Regions from separate parts of the Pan troglodytes genome. Here region 2 is linked to region 1. A link is a contact called in public Hi-C data. All regions are on one chromosome and are shown on one strand. The core of a region is the stretch at or near the end of the contact, and the rest is flanking DNA. Distances in the headings are between cores, read along the strand shown. Region 1 has its middle 200 kb from the start of ZPLD1. Region 2 overlaps LOC107970711 (a long non-coding RNA gene).

What was found. A called contact is a pair of places that touch in the nucleus more often than the background predicts.
Region 2: a Hi-C map of induced pluripotent stem cells shows a contact between it and region 1, with 2.0 times the contacts expected there. The contact joins two enhancer-like sites. A contact is called at or near these places in 2 of 7 Hi-C or Micro-C datasets (induced pluripotent stem cells and stem cell-derived neural progenitor cells).

What each region holds. Positions count from the first base shown.
Region 1 is chr2:105,554,352-105,558,793 of NHGRI_mPanTro3-v2.0_pri, reverse strand. No RefSeq gene overlaps it. Among named protein-coding and RNA genes, the nearest start is that of ZPLD1, 200 kb to the left of the region's middle. Within about 2 kb of position 2,168, at least 1 of the 24 cell types and tissues checked has an H3K27ac peak or open chromatin away from gene starts, as enhancers often do. A contact at or near this core is called in induced pluripotent stem cells, where this site is marked.
Region 2 is chr2:105,987,671-105,992,112 of NHGRI_mPanTro3-v2.0_pri, reverse strand. All of the region lies in intron 8 of LOC107970711 (a long non-coding RNA gene), which reads left to right. Among named protein-coding and RNA genes, the nearest start is that of ZPLD1, 230 kb to the right of the region's middle. Within about 2 kb of position 2,197, at least 6 of the 24 cell types and tissues checked have an H3K27ac peak or open chromatin away from gene starts, as enhancers often do. A contact at or near this core is called in induced pluripotent stem cells, where this site is marked.

The DNA of each region.
Region 1 (4,442 bases), core at 919-3,418:
TTAATTATGCTGAGAAAGATGAACAAGAGTAATATAATGTTCCAGAAATAAAGTGACTTGTGAAATGGATCTTGAGGAGTCAATAGGAGAATGCCAAGTACAGAAAGAAAGTCAAGTAGAGAGAGCAGCATAAGAAATGCCTGAAAAAAATTAAGAGAATAGATCACATTTGAGAAATCTAAAGTGGCTCAGAGTAATTACAGCCTGGGATACAAGTGAAGGAAAGGAAAGATAGGATATCAAAGTAAGACCCCCCAAGGTTAGGAGGAGTCAGTGGAGAACATGTCTACTGGCTATGCCCACAACCATGGACTCTTTCACACAGAACTCAGTTTCACATAAGGGATCTTGCCAGGAATGGTATAATAAACCTAAGTGTGTTTTAAAGGGTTACTCTAATCACAGTATGGAGAATGGACTGGAGTGGGGGAGGTGACAAAGGAAGCAGAGATACCTGATAGAGGCCTCTGCCATGGACCAGGAGAAAAATTATAAGGACTTGACCTAACACAGTGGATATCGAAACAGAGAGGGAAAAAAAGGATTTTTGAGAGCTATGTCTGAGGCTTGAGCAAATGAATTTAATACAGGAGGTAAAAGAAAGGACTTAGAAGAATTTTCTCCAGGTTTCTGCTGAGGCAGCCCAGTGTGGAGTGGTGGTGTAAACCCATGTTGCTCAAACACGAGGATGGTTGGCGAGGCTGGTTAAAACACACGCTGGCCCACCCCAGAGTCTCAGGTGGGGCACCACTGTAAACTGGGCTAGGCAGGGCAAGTAAAGAAATAGGTTTTAAGAAATTAAAATGAAACTAAATTATTGGTAAGAAAAGAATGAGCAATCTAAATTCCTTAAGGGAAGAAGCTCTATGAATTTAAGCTGTGTTATCTTTCAAAGAAAACCTCTGTCAAAAACTAATCAGGGTTGCATTAATTGGTTTTGTATTATCTGAGAAAATTGTCAGAGAATGATAAAAATCTAGTGTCTCCTACTTCAAATCTAGCACATCCCAATGTCAACTCTAAGAAGCTTTTATCAATGTAGATACCAATATTTACATGCACCATTATTTTAGCTGCTAAAACAAATTTTGTAATAAATTATTCATCAATTACCAAAGTAACCATCTTATTTCATATAAGAAAGGGATAAGAGGAGAAAAAAAGTAAGACAGCAAAAAGAGGTCCTTGTGGGAATTACCTAAAATTTATGTTTAAAAATCTGCACCCAAATTCATTGAAGTTGTTGATAGAAATTTTTTCCTTGTAGGTATAATACGTAGGGCCCTGGCTTTTTGCTGGCTATTGATTGGAGGTCACCTTAATCTGAAATTAAGAAGACATTGGAGAGTGCATATTTATACCTAATTGGTTACTAATTTGTATTAATAATCATAATATTTGTTTATATTTCTTTCCCACTAATATTCGTTTAAATTTCCCCAAGTGTGTGCTGATTCATATGTTTATATTTATCTGTGCATGTGCGTGGCACTTGATTTTATTTGTTTGCTTGCTTTACTGTATAAGCAATAGACCAAAAAGTTAAAGCTTGAGGTCATAATTTTACAAGAGCATGCTGAGAACTGAAGAAAAGTTTGATAATCCAGAAGCTTGGGCTAATTTGTCCCAAGTGTGGTTATGAGGATACAGACCTTTCTCCCGAGGGCATCAAATTCAAGGAAGCATTTTAGAAAATTCACAAGTTTTGAGAGATGTAAAGGAATATGAAAGCCTAGAAGACGTATATGTCCCTATATAAATTGTGTGAGATCACAGTAGGTATGGAGCAACTCCTCTACTGCTAAAGATTACCTCAAAAAGAGAAATGTAAATACATAGCTACCAACTTCCTCTTAGTGTATATTGAGCTATATTTTTCTAATCCCAGAAACAAGTTTAAATCAAATTTTTTATTCACTTTTACCTGGACTGATACCACAACATCATAGTCATCAGGACTGAAGAATAAGTTTTGTAGTGATGGAGGAAGATGTTTCAGTGTAAAACTAATCAAAATGAAATCAAATTTATGCCCTAGCACGTTGCTACTCACAGTGAAGTCCAGCAGCATTAGAATCACTTGAGAACTTGTTAGCAATGCAGGATCTCAGGCCCAGTCACAGGGCTGCTGAGTCAGAATTTGCCTTTTAACAGAATGCCCAGCTGATTCATATGCACATTAAACTTTAGGAAGCATTATCTCAACACATGAGCACCAAGTCAACAGAGTTTACCAACTACAGTGTGACAAATGGGTTACAGTTGGGCAGAATTAACAATTTCCACAGCCTTCAGCAGAGCTAGGCAGAGCCCAGATCCTTTAAAGCCATCGGGCCAGCCTCCTGTAGCCATGTCCTGGCTTATCCATTTACCCTCATATGCTGTGCAAACACAGGCTTGAATTTTATATGTGTACTATGTACACAAAGGAGAATGTTATGTACTTTTCATGTACTAAATACATTAAAAATGTTAAGAAGCCAGCACTATCCTAACCAACTAAACTTAAACAAGTGTTAGAATGTGAATTTAATTTTGTGCAGTACTTGATGTCATGAAACATGTCATAAGAGCATCAAGTGGTACGATACCAACATTAACAATACATATCAAAATTCTAGAATTCGCATAGCTACTGCTTTGTTTGAAGACTTACTATTTGTTATCCTAGGAGTCAGGATGAAAACTCAACCAATGCTTTTCTGAGAGTAGCTTTTGGAATTGGTTTGAGGCATCTCTTTTTATCTGATGGGAAGTGAAAGCCACTGTATTGAATTAGAAGATGATAGCACACTCCAAGAATGAGAAGAAGCTAGGCTTAGAAGCAAGTCCCTTACATTTTCTTTTCAAAAGAAATCCACATCTTACTTCTTATCCAGAAAGATTTTATTTTAACATTCTTGTTGGAAAGGGAGCATCACTATAAATAAAAGCATGTCAAATTCATAACTCAGATGCTTTGTAATGCAGGGCAACTTCAGAACAAAACATTCTATGTGCTCTGCCATCTTCATCTCAACAAAACTCATATCCTCTAGACCTACCTAATACAGTCTAATACAGTAGTCACTACCCATGTATGGCTATTTAAATTTAAATATAAATTAGCTGAAATTTAAATTTCAATATTCATTGAAATTAAGCAAAATAAAAAATTCAGCTCCTAATTTGCATTTACTACATTTGAATTGCCCAAAAGGCATATATGAGTAACGGCTTCTATAACAGATGTATAGATATAAAACATTTCCATTATCACAGAAAGTTCTATTAAATGGCATTACTTTAGACTTTACATATACATTATGTTCCTTTGCCAAGTTCCTGCGGAAAAAGAGACAAAGGGCCTCTTTTTGTCATATTACTGCCCTTTAACACAACTGACTTAAGTCCAGTAATAAAATAGTGAGCCAACCACACATTTACTCTCAAGCTCCTTCCTTCCTCGCTGCGCCAGGATCAGGAACTAGTAAGACTTCCCTGACCACTACAGGAAGATCACAGACCCAGGGTATATTCCAGAAGAAATGTGGTTAGAGTGCTTTTAACCAGGCTCCACATTCTTCCTTTATAGTAGAGTGTTGAAGCATGCCCACTCCGTTCCTACACCACCCAAAATGCTCTACCCAAATGGCCACTATTTAAAAGAATTAAATTATGTCTATTAGTTCATTCTTTCAATTCTCAGTAATATTTGCATTCATGAGGTAATCCATTCTACAAATACGTATTGAATGACAACTATATCCTCGGCACTGTGCTACACACAGAAGATATAGCAATGGCCAAGACAGACGTGGTCATTTTTCTTCATGGCACTAAAAGTTTAGCAAGAAACAATGAACAAGTGATTACCGATGTGATAAGTACAACATCAGGGAAGTAGCACATAATAAAATAGAGGCCTTAACCTAGTTTTCTGAGTTAGGGAAAGCTTTCTGAGCAAGTGATATTTGAGGTGAGTTTTGAAAGACAAGATCCTACTTAGAGGAGGGGAATAAAAAGGAGAGAAATGACATCCCAAACAGTGGTAACATTATGGTCCAAGGCATTGAGGTTGCAAATAACAAAACAAAAATGGAAAGAGAATCAGTGTGACTGCCTCATAGAGGTTCAGTAGAGAGTGGTAGTGATCAAGGTAAGATCAAAAGTGTCACCATCTGATTTACATTTTTAAGGGTCACTGACTACAGAAGATATATAGGAATGGAGCAAGAATGAAATCACAGATATTATTTAGAAGTTCTGTGCAAAACCATGGGCTGGGGAAGAAGGCAGAGTAAAAGTGGTAATGGTAGCAAAAAAAAACTTAGAGAATGAACAAGCCCTAAGATGGAAAGGATATTAGGAGTGAAGAAGAGAGAGGAGTTTAAAAAATTACTCCCAGATTTCTAGTTTTAGGGATTGGCTGGATGATAAACTGGCAAACACTGGAAACACTG
Region 2 (4,442 bases), core at 948-3,447, 430 kb before region 1:
CAAATATCTATTTATTTATGTAAATTCTGTTTTCTGTTTTGATATTATGCTTAGTATAAAATGAGGTAGAGGAGTGGGGAAGATTTTGTCTTGGATGTAAGACCCTGAGTCTGTACTTCCCTTGGAAACTTGTATGTAGGCAGAGCTTGCTGTCTCCAATTACTCTCCACACTGATTCTCTTGGCTCTGTGGAGTAGCTCTCAATAACTTATAGAATATAGATATAAGAATTCTTTGTTCACAGAAGAAAGGATATGTCTTTTTCCCTAGCGATTAATGCTAAAGTAGTAAAATCCATAGTTCTAATCTGTAATTGTTATAAACTCACAAATATAATCTCCACGAGAGCGGGGACATTGTCCATCTGCCATTCTGCCCACCATATCTACAACACATCTGGCACTGAATAATCTTCCAGTAACTGATGTTGAATAAGTGTATGGAGAAAGTGTATGATTAGGAGATAGGTTGACATTTTCTTCTACCAAGTAAAGTTTATAAATAGTTGTTTGCAAGTGGTAAACATGTGTCTATCTACGCATTCATGACATACGTGAGTGAAAAGTGAGAAATGAGATCGTGTATGAATTAATAGGAGACCTTCATTAAATGTTAGTTTCCCCATTCCAGAGGGACAGGAAAACAACATTACACTGCCCCTAATTTTAAAATCCCTAAGTTCATATATAGCTTTCATTAAGACAAATCATCAAATGTACTATAAATCATATGAAGCTTGGGGCAATATCCATTTTTCTGTTTTGCTTTTGTTTTGTTTCCCCAGCCTTTAGCATAGTGCCTAGAATATAGAAGACAAATATTTGTGAAATAAATAAATAAAATATGTATAAATGAATGAACAAATGAATTACAAATGCATGAATGAATGATCATTCCAAATTATACATTAATCAATGGAAAATATTATTGAAATGTAATTTGTGTTTATTTGTCTCCTTCAAGGAAAACTATTTGCTTATGAATTACCAGTGCAGGATAAAGTAAATAATTTACAGAAAATTACAAAGTAGAATTTAACATATGAAATTCCTTTTTAAAAATGTTCCAAGGCAAGAAGAACCAGGGAGCTGACATGTTCCTAGATCCAGGAGCCACCCAGTGGATTGACGATTCTTATCATAATAAGACTTCCTTGAACCATCCCGCACCCAACCCTTTTCCAGAAAGAGTTGAAGACAAATCTACAGTGAATAGGAGGCTGAGGCCACCACAGTGAGTTCCAAGAGTATGCACCACAGTGCCCCCTCTTATTCAATCCCAATCATTGCTAAGCAACTAACTGGTTGTCAGTGGTGGCAGAGATAAAAAGCCCATTCTGCTTCGAGAAGAATCCCTTGGCAGAAGTTACTGTTCCCAAGCTCAAAAAATAAATCAGGAAATCTATATCTAACATATTAGAGAAGTATTAAACTTGATTTTTTTCTGCTAAATGAGAGAAGAAAGACGAGGGAAATACCCAACTAAAAAATATATAATAATGCAGTTTTAGGTTGACAATGAAGAACAATGAAGAGGTGCAAACAGAATCCAAACCTAGCTTATAATCTGCTTTGAAATGTTTAAATACGAGAGGTTATATTCCTGGAAAAAAAGCTAAAGTGTGAATTCTGGAACAAGGGTACCAGTCAATATCGATAGCAAGGTCTTCTGCACAACTGCAGTGGCTGGGGCGGGCAGAAGGGAAAGGGAACAGCGAGGGAAGGGTGGGACTGCCTTCGCCGTATGGATGCCATGCCCTTGGTGAGAGCAAGATTTGAATTCATTTAACCCGTTTACTTCACAGTATTCTCCATTCCTCTACTTTTTCGGAGTAAGAATTTAAGAGATCCTCTTTTTAATAAAATAGATTTTAACAAAATGTAAAGTTCTTCTCTCACTTACCAACTTTAAAAATCTCTAAGGAGGACTTTAGAAACTGAAGATCAATTCCTGATACCTCCATGTGAATAGCTTTGTAACTCAATGTGGTTTTTCGTTTTCTTGTTTTTTTTTTTTTTTTTTTTTTCCTGAAAACAAAATTCATGTCTTGAAAAGGAACACCAAAATTCCAACTCCACAACCTTTGGGAAGTCCCCCATGAGCTGCTTGTTCACGGATTAGCACCTAGCTGCAGCTGAGAGAGATTCTCACATGCAGGAGAATCAGACTTGTGTCCTGGACTTAGCAAAGCATGATCACACTCTTTGTCCTTATCTACCCAGCCACAGCTTCCAGTGCAAGTGTCCTTGTGCCCTGGTGCCTGATATCCAGCTCCGGCGGCCTAGAAAATCAGTTAGGCTTTTCAGTCACAGCACCCCCTGTGACAAACGTGTGGAGCACCGCATGACTTCTTCAACCAGCTGGTTTTTCTGGCATTTGAATAAAAGTAAAAATAGAAAACAAAGAGGGAGAAGAAAAGTGACAAGCTGAAACCTGCGAAGAGAAAGAGGACAAGGTACAGAAAATTGGCTCCAGGACGCCAGGGAGGGGGCGGGGTATGATGGGCTGCTACTGCCATCTAGTGGCTGCATGACACTCGGTGAAAACTAATAAATCAGGCTCCAAGCGGCTTTGATTTATTTTTTCAGTTCCAGGCGAAAAGAAAATGTCTTCATAAATGAGCTGGGACAGTGGTGAGGAGATTTTTTTTTTTTTTTTTTTTTTTTTGGCCCTAGTCAATGACTTCCACTTCGTTTGGTAAACTGGGGAAAGATAGAGGAAACCTTACCAGAGCTGCCTTAACAAGTGTGTCCCTCTGCTTTTCTATTTGAGACTTCAGCAGACACCTTCTTCAAACGACGGTTTCCTCTCACGCCTAGGTTGCCGATTAGGACAGAAATAATCATGATAAAATAAGTATTCCTCCAGTTAAATTTGAATTTCAGATAAACAACTAATAGATATTTTAGTATAAGTATGTCCCATGCCATATTTAGAGCATATCTACACTAAAAAACATTTATTATGTATCTGAAATTCAAATTTGTGGCCATTTGTATTTTATATGATAACCCTACCTCATCCCCCAGTAAAGATAATATTTAGCTAAAAATTTTGATAGTAAGTTTATTTTAGGACTGACCTGAAATATGGCTGTCCATGAGAAAAATATATTGCTTGCATCATTTCTGCTCACGACTATTATTACAGATGTTGGTATGAATAAACATCTTGAAAGGGATAATTCATAATAAAGGTAATATCTTAGACATTGAATTAAGTTCATTTTAATCTTTCATACTGAATTCCCGTTTGTTCTATGACATATATATCCGAGTTGGAAGCTTGTGGGAGGCAGATAGGTTTGAAGATCTAGTCACTAAAATCTACTTCAAATTAATAACCACTTATTGATTAGAAACCTGTATAAATGTGTTAACAGGACCTGAATGTTATTGGCTCAGAGCTTACGTTTAGGGGCACAAACTATTATGAAATGTGTATAAAAAGGACTCCTGTCTCAGAAAAACTCTCTCTTCTCGCCAGGGAAACAAGAGTCTAAAAAAAGACCCAAGCGTCTTAGCAGCTTTATTTTTCACCTTTAATACACTTGACAATTTGACAGATTGAATTTTGCTTTTTAGATTTTGACTTTTAATGAGAACATTCCTTTTATTTCACTTGGCTGAAGGACAAGATTTAAACACCCACTGAACAAGGATAGCTTATCAACTGCCACAAAGGTGCTGTGGCTTGAATGATCATGTGTATTTAGGACAACCTATTCAATTGATGGGTGAGGCTAAATCTTCCAGAATTTACTGCAAACATGTCTTAGATGTGGTACAATCATGGCCATTTTTCATGACTTGTGTGAGTCATTAATTATAATGGAAGAGCTCCCTAAAAGGGAAAATGATAATCTCATTTGGTGTTGAAATAGCCATAAACCCAAAGAGTACTTCTAAGTAAATGATCATGTAAGACCTGCAATAGAAACGTGAGCCATCCTTCCCTCAATCCTCACAATTCCACATAACCACACAATAGTAATACCCCTTCTTTGCTTGTTAACACTAGACAACCAACTTTCTGTGACTTAATTGTATTTTTCAAAGTAAGCTAAAATCTAACCTGCCTTGTCAAAATAAAAGAGCTGACTGATAGTAAGCAAATTGCTTTGAAATTCCTGGAGTAAATCATCCTCATTGGGATGTAACTTCTGCCAATTATTAAAGGATGCCTCGGCCCCAAACACAGCACACCTAGATGTTACGCACCTTAGAAACTGAGAATATAATACATTATGCACTTAATGGTATTCTGATACAGATATACACTACTTAACATAATAGGTATATTCCTAAATAGTGCATCAATTCAGATCATCTTTTTCTATTGAATTATAATATAATTTAGGAGGTGTATTGTTCTTATTTCTATTCCTCCATCAATTGCTAGTGATTGCTAGTACATATGCTTATACTTAACTTCTTTATTGC